2 separate regions of the Pan troglodytes genome follow, and region 2 is linked to region 1. A link is a contact called in public Hi-C data. All regions are on one chromosome and are shown on one strand. Each heading gives the region's core, a stretch centred on a gene start, on an enhancer-like site or on the middle of the called end of the contact. The rest is flanking DNA. Distances are from core to core; before and after follow the strand shown.

Region 1 (3,647 bases), core at 549-3,048:
AAATAGCAGTCATTCACCAACACATACAAAAACACACCACCAGAAAGGTAAGGACTTCAGAGTACAAAGGCAAGTTTAAAAAACAAAAAACTAGGGAGCAAGAGAAATACACTTTTTAATTCCTCTAAAAACGACCACACAGCCTCTTGACCTCTATATTTCCTATCTACTCATTGATTAATTGATGACTTCGACCTAGAATGCTTCAATTAATGCGGCTGATACATTCCCTGACCGACCCCCCTCGCCCTCCCCAAATCTGAGTAAAGTCAAACATGCCAAGGCTCATTCATTTTGGATTCGTTTTTAGAGGCAGTTCTTGAACTTCTAACTTTGGCAATGAGCGAACCTGCAATGTGCATTTGAAATGACGTTCACAATCGCTCCCAGAATGTCCTCACTCTGCAATGGCACTCACGTTGCCCTCTTGGAGCTTTGTGGCAGCTCCCGAAGTTGCAAACTACACTTAACCTTTAACAGTCCATGCCAATGAACGCAGCGCACATTTGCATGTAAAGAGAGACCAACGATACCTTCACAGTCTGGTATACATCACATACCAACGCACAATGCCAACGTTAACACACACAGCGAGAAACAAGCAGGGGGAGAATGGGGGAAAGACTCACCGTTCTGTTCCTTGTTGCTGGAAAACTGGAATTTACTACTCAGGTTGGATTCCGCCTGAGTCCCCTGTCTCTGGCCGGCCAGGGCAGATGTCAGCAGGAGAAGCCCGAAGAGGCTCATTTGGCTGACTGGGGTGAGAGCTCACTCACGGCGGGCACTTTGGAAGCAGCGACTCCCGAGTCTCTTTCACCACCGCCAGGGGAAGGCTGCACTGGGGTGGAAGCGCCGAGCCTGCTCTGGCAGCAGAGAATCGCAGGGTAGTTTCCACATAATCCCATCCAAAACTTTTTCCTAGAGCCCTCTTCTGTGTCTCCAGTTTTTGAAAAGGATCAAAGCAAAACCTGGACCTGAACCAGTTTCCCAAGGTTTAAACAAATCCTGAGCTGTGGCGAAGTGGTGGGGGTGGGGGTGAAGGCGAGGGAGGAATGAGGGGGTGGGGACGCGGGGGAGCGGCGAGAAGTCCCCAGCAAGTTGCTGGGAGCACCTGTCAGTTCGGGGGACAGGACAGAGGCGAAAACTCAAGGGTTGCCCGCAGCCAGACTGGAAGCCAAGTCGGCGGCGAGCAGTTTCTGATCAATAACAAAGCTGCCAATAGATGCGGCTCTCCGGGCGCCCCTCTCCCCCGCCCCACCCCCCACCCCCGAAGGGGGAGGGGGAAGAAACAAGGCGAGGGCGCCGCGGCGTGTCCCACGGGCCGGGGCGCCGGAGCGGGGCCGGGGGGCTCCGGGCCGACGGCGGCCCGGGCGCAGGCGGAGAGAGGCCGCGGGGCTCCCGCTCCTCAGCCCGGAGCGCAGTTGGCCCCGGGTTCGGAGCGCCGCAGCACGGATTCCGGCACCTGGCTTGAGTTTTCCGCGACCAAAGTTCACCTTGTTCGGGCTCGTCCCCCGCTCCTCAAAGCCTGGGGCAATTCGGCCGCCCGGGGTCACCGCGGGGCTCCGGTTGTTCCCCGTCCCCTCCCCCCACGCCTCGGGCTCCGCGCTAACCTCGGGGCTACGCGCGGCGTCTCCGCACGGGGTGAAGAGGGAAGGCCGGGGCGGCCGGGAGGATCCGGCTTGTCCCCTCCCCTTTTCTACCTTCCCCCCGCCGGGCGGCAGACAGGAGGTGGGGGCCGTGGGCCGAGCCCGGGCGGAGCGCGCGCCTGGCGAGCGGGGGCGGCTCAGCGGCTCTCCCGCAGGCGGCCGATGGGGCGGGCGGGGGTCAGCGCCTCTGGGAGGGGCAGCCCTGGGACGCGTCCGCGCGAGCGGGCTTGGCCGCCCACTGGCTGTCAACAGGTGCTGCGCAGACAGGGGGTGCTGCGGGACTCGCTGTGGGCAAGACCCCGGTGGCCCAGGAGAGGAACGCGGCCAAGGCGGCCCCTGCTTTCCCTTCCACGGAACACCTCTAACCCCAAATACAGAGCACGATGGGTGGTGAAGGGTGCTGCAGAAGCAAGAAGTGGGAAAGAACTTCCTGCAGCTCTCCTTCTCCCGCCCCCTGTCGCCTGACTTGTCATTAGTTTCCAGGAGGGCTCCCCACTCCCTAAGGTCTTTGCTGGGACCCTTGGCCAGAGTTTCAGAACAGAAGGAAGAAGGGAAATGAATTCAAAGGCTTTCCTCCAATTTCCAGCTCCCTAAAGCAGGACAGATAAAGCAAAAGTAAAGGCAGCCAAAATAACATTCATTTAACAAGTACTATATTTACTGAATGCCTACTATGTCGGGCACTGTTTAGAGGTTGGAGCCGCAGCAGTGAAAACAGACAAAAGTCCCTGCCCTCGTGAAGCATACGTAGTAGTTGGGCAGCATTAAGCTAATAGCAAGCTCTTCTGAGAATGATGTCTAAGGGACTCAGAATGATCCTGCAACCTTGGACTTTCCTACAATACAGCCTCTAACAAAACTAGGCTGCCCTGAACCCCTGGTGATAGAATTGTTTACATTTACACCAAAAAGGTCAAGAAAGAACTGAAATCTGTATGTGGCTTGTGTTCAGGCTGACTTGGAGAGAGAGGCCGATGCTTTAAGACCTAAAGTTCTCATGAGGTAGTCTGAAATGAAACACACATGCCAAGCAGGGCTTATGGTGGTTCCATGTCTGCTAAATATGTCTGTGACAGGATCCAACGTGCTTTCTTTGGGGAGAAGCAGAAAATCATTGTCAATGTGTTAAAGGCACAAGCAGAGAGTCAGAAAAGTTGAATTTTAAAATGAAGCTATTTTTGAGTAATAATCAAAATGGAAACAAGGAAGTGCCATGGCAGGCAAATCAGCAATATCACCCAACTTCTTGTGGAAAAAAAGTCAATGCAAACAATTCGACCATCAAGAACACTTGGGCTGGAACAGAAAACCAAAATAGCAATGTCCCTGAAACTAAGGAGTGGCATTTGGGCAAGAACATATTCTTACTGGACCAAACCAGGGGCTGATCCTTCTTCAGTGGTGAGGAAAATGCCAAGCCCTCTTCTTATACGCGAACACCAACTGGGGCCAACCAACCAGACCTTTCTGCTTGGAATATCCTAGTCTTCTTGTTTTTCCCTTTTAGAAACCTTTGAAAACTTCACCCATCTGTCTCATTCTTGAAAATTTCACCCGCCTGTCTCATTCATTCATTCTTATCCCTTTACCACTTCTATCTACAGAGTACTAAATATACACTAAAGGCAATTAAGGCCTGATCTTTGACTTTAAGGGATTTACAGTTTAGTGGACAGAAGGTTTTTTATCAAGTATGGTATTTTATTCGAGTTAGCAGCTCCACAACACCAGTGTGACTCCATATTTGCATAATGTGTTCCAAAAATATTTTGTAAATTTGTGAGGGTGAAGGGTTATTCCCAATTTTAACAACATAATGGGACTTAAATAAAGGGCATGCCTTATGAATCCATTGTAATCTATTTTTCATAAAATTCGTTATTCTCCAGTTTTTCTAATTTTGTAAGTTTAGTTTTCTAATCAGCACTTTTCTAAATGAAGTTGTTATATGTCCATATAGTTGAGTTTCCTGACCACCCACATAGAGGTGGGGTGTGTTTG
Region 2 (3,647 bases), core at 759-3,258, 250 kb after region 1:
TTCAATTCACCTGAACTCACATTTTAAACATCAAATTTTTTTCATATTGAAGCTTCCTCTCTCTCTGTCCTCGCTCTCTTTAATTCTAAGTTACTTTCTATGAAATTAAAGTTTTCCTGTGGAAACAAGTGAATCGAGAAAAAAAATAACTACAGAGGTATTTTAAATTTTGCTCTGTTCTGTTATTAGTGCTTTTACATTAAAAATTTTAAATAGGGAATAATTTCCAATCATTTTGTATACCTTACATCACAAATAATGATTAAATATGTGTGATTTATTTATTCTTTATGTTGCAATTTTGAATATATGTAAGTTATATCTCATTTTTTATTTTATTGATTTATTGTAATTTTAATTAATTTTATATATTATTTTTATTATTCAATTTTTTAAAGGTTAAATGCATTTTTATTTAGAAGACCTGCTTTATATACAGTGTGGAGTACTTATACTAATAAAATTCTAAGGCATAAAATTAAGAGATATTTTAGTCTATAGTTTATAAGCTTAATAATAGATTACAGCTATTCTCACTTCATGGTTTAGGACTACATCAAAAAGAGGGAAAGGTTATAATTAGAAATGACAGCAATATAGGATCCAAGAGCCATAGAAGCCACTTTGCTTATCATCATTTTTAAAATGGGGAAATTGAGGCCAATGTGATTAAGAAGCAAGCATAAGATAATCCAGTCAGCAATGAAGCTGCAAGCACAAGAAGGCAGCCTGATAGACTCATGGCATTTTGGAACACTAGCAGTTCTCTTTTTAGTACTGTAAGCTCCAGTCTCCCTCTTCCTGGAAACAGTTCCTTGTTCTCAATCTTTCTTTATTTGTTTAAAGCACTAAAGACATGCAACTTGGTGGGGCTTTTCTGAGTCCGCAGAGGGAATTGTCAGAGCAGGTTTCCAGGAATGAGCTTGGAAAAAGCACCATGAAGAACATAAATTTCACACGGGAAGTCCAGTCATCCATCTCGCCATCAATTCTCTCCCTTCAAACTTTTAATATCTAACCTCATCTTTCTTTCCCAGTGGCCCGCGTGTTCAGTAGAGCGTGGTGGCTTACTTTCTTTAGGCAGTGATTTTTCGAAACCCAGGGCCAAAACGCGATGGGGAAACAGATTTCTAAGTAAGTCTCTGGGAAAGAATCTGCATCTCTGTGGCATTCCTACACTAGCTTCATCTTCTAATCACTTTCCTCTAATAGCCTTTCCTTAAACCAGAGTCTCTTGCTTTCAATCTGTATAAAGCAAGGGCTTCTAGGAAACCAAGTCTACATGACTCTACAACGGGAGGGATTGCAGTGAAAGCTGCGAGAAAGACCCGTGCGCTCTGTAACTAGGCGAGTCAGCATCACAGCCCAATGGAATATACTCTAAAGATGGGATTTTCATGCAAAATATTTAAAAGATTCCATCTTGATCTCTTGTGCGGCTTAAGCATTTAAAGATATAACTTGGGGTTCTCCCTGGATCCTGGCTACATCCCATGAAGCCCAAGTGCACAATTTTGGAATATTTCCTCCACGGTGCTTTGCTTGCTTGTTTGCATTCGGCTGGGTCAGGTGAGGAGGATGACAGGGCTTCTGTATTGCTAAATGGGTTTTCACAGGAGATGGAAGATAAAAATCAAAATTATTTGTAACGTAAGACAGCAGGGCCTGGTGAGAGGACGCTTCGCCGCCAACAATTAGCAATTCGGCTTCTACACAGCAGCCAGAGATCAGCTTTGCTGCATTTGGTCCAGGTTGGAGCATCTCCGCAGCAGCTGCAACAGCCGCACGAAGGTAGCTCCGGGCGGGGAGCGAGGCGCTGTCCTCGGTGCTGAAAGGCCGAGGCGCGCGGTGGGCGCGACAGCCCCAGAGACCCGAGGTCTCGCGGAGGGACAGCGGCTACGGGCCCCGAGCTGTGCTTTCTCAGCGCCGCGCACGCGACGCGTCCACGGCGGTGCGGGGTGCCGGGCGCCGTGCGGGGGAGGGGGCGCGCGCTCCCGCCTCCTGCCGCGAGTCGCGCACGCGCGCCCGGGACTGCCTGCCCCTCTCTGTGACTTGCCGGTGTGTGTGCGTGTGTGTATGTGTGTGTGTGTGCGCGCGCGCGTGAGTGAGAGAGGAGAGAGGGAGAAGAGAGCGCGAGAGAGGGTGAGTGTGTGTGAGTGCATGGGAGGGTGCTGAATATTCCGAGACACTGGGACCACAGCGGCAGCTCCGCTGAAAACTGCATTCAGCCAGTCCTCCGGACTTCTGGAGCGGGGACAGGGCGCAGGGCATCAGCAGCCACCAGCAGGACCTGGGAAATAGGGATTCTTCTGCCTCCACTTCAGGTTTTAGCAGCTTGGTGCTAAATTGCTGTCTCAAAATGCAGAGGATCTAATTTGCAGAGGAAAACAGCCAAAGAAGGAAGAGGAGGAAAAGGAAAAAAAAAGGGGTATATTGTGGATGCTCTACTTTTCTTGGAAATGCAAAAGATTATGCATATTTCTGTCCTCCTTTCTCCTGTTTTATGGGGACTGATTTTTGGTGTCTCTTCTAACAGCATACAGATAGGTAGGTACCCTTTGTGCTATGCTTTTGAATTGTGCATAATTTGGTGGTAATCTTTGTTCACAGTGTACAAATTAATTCATGTCATGTAGACTTATGTCATACCTTGACTGCATTCCAGATTTAAACTACCTAGAATATACATGTTTTTCTTAGGATGAAGCAAAAGGAAAAGACTATGCCTTTGATACAATAGAAGAAAAGGTCCTCTCATTTCGGATCCCCAAATTTTATTAATTCTGCCTTAGCGACATTTTCCAGTTTGCTCAGATTTTCTTTGGGTCTGAATGCAAAGCTTGTGATTACATGGAAAGGTGAAGGTTTCTGGCCACCTACCTCGCCTTCAGACTCTCATCTGGGTCTTGACCCCTTGGCTACCTTTTGGATATTCCACCCCCGCTGTCCGAGTCCGTAGGTGTGTTTATTCGGCCTATTCGCGTGAATAAGAGACTCTTGGATTGTTGGGCGCTAGCGCGCGCCCCTCCTTTCCCTCCCGGGCACTGACACTGTTCTCTTGCTTGCTGTTTGTTCTTTGCAGGGGGGCTATTTCCTAGGGGCGCCGATCAAGAATACAGTGCATTTCGAGTAGGGATGGTTCAGTTTTCCACTTCGGAGTTCAGACTGACACCCCACATCGACAATTTGGAGGTGGCAAACAGCTTCGCAGTCACTAATGCTTGTAAGTAATGAATATTCATGCCTTTCGGGTGCTGCACGCGGAAGGCCAGCGAGTGTGTGTGTGTGCGTTTCTGGGGTTGTGTGTGTGCGTGTTTCTGTGTGTCAGTGTGTGGGTGTGAATGACTGCACACGCGCGTGCGTGTGACGGTGTAGAGAGAAGGTGGCTGTAATCTCAGGGACCCCCGCTGGCTGGAGAGGGCTGAAGAGAGAGGGAAAGGACGTCAAGAGTGTGCGCATTAGGGAGCCGGGGTGAGGGTTGGAGCCAGGGAGGGCGGCTTTCTTGGGTTCAAGGGGTTTTCGCTCATCTTGAGTGCTTCAGGAGAAGCCCTCCCACCTCGCTCCCCATCGAGCGCCTGTTGGCACCCTGCCCACAGAGAACACGTTGTTCCCCAGGGCGCGCAGTCGGGCTGTTGGACAAATCCCAC

Evidence for each region. Hi-C and Micro-C count contacts between places; a contact is called where the count stands out from the background.
Region 2: a contact with region 1 is called in a Hi-C map of stem cell-derived neural progenitor cells, with 4 times the contacts expected there. The contact joins the promoter of GRIA2 here to the promoter of PDGFC in region 1. A contact is called at or near these places in 1 of 7 Hi-C or Micro-C datasets (stem cell-derived neural progenitor cells), 1 of 1 datasets of contacts at active chromatin or transcription factors (stem cell-derived excitatory neurons) and 1 of 1 other capture datasets (stem cell-derived neural stem cells).

What each region holds. Positions count from the first base shown.
Region 1 is chr3:158,771,926-158,775,572 of NHGRI_mPanTro3-v2.0_pri, forward strand. PDGFC (platelet derived growth factor C) reads right to left here and starts at 1,799. Exons shown (of 7, transcript XM_063809961.1): 1 at 1,611-1,799; 2 at 630-863. The coding sequence starts at 747.
Region 2 is chr3:159,021,269-159,024,915 of NHGRI_mPanTro3-v2.0_pri, forward strand. It overlaps GRIA2 (glutamate ionotropic receptor AMPA type subunit 2), which reads left to right and starts at 2,009. Exons shown (of 16, transcript NM_001184995.4): 1 at 2,009-2,547; 2 at 3,083-3,223. The coding sequence starts at 2,460.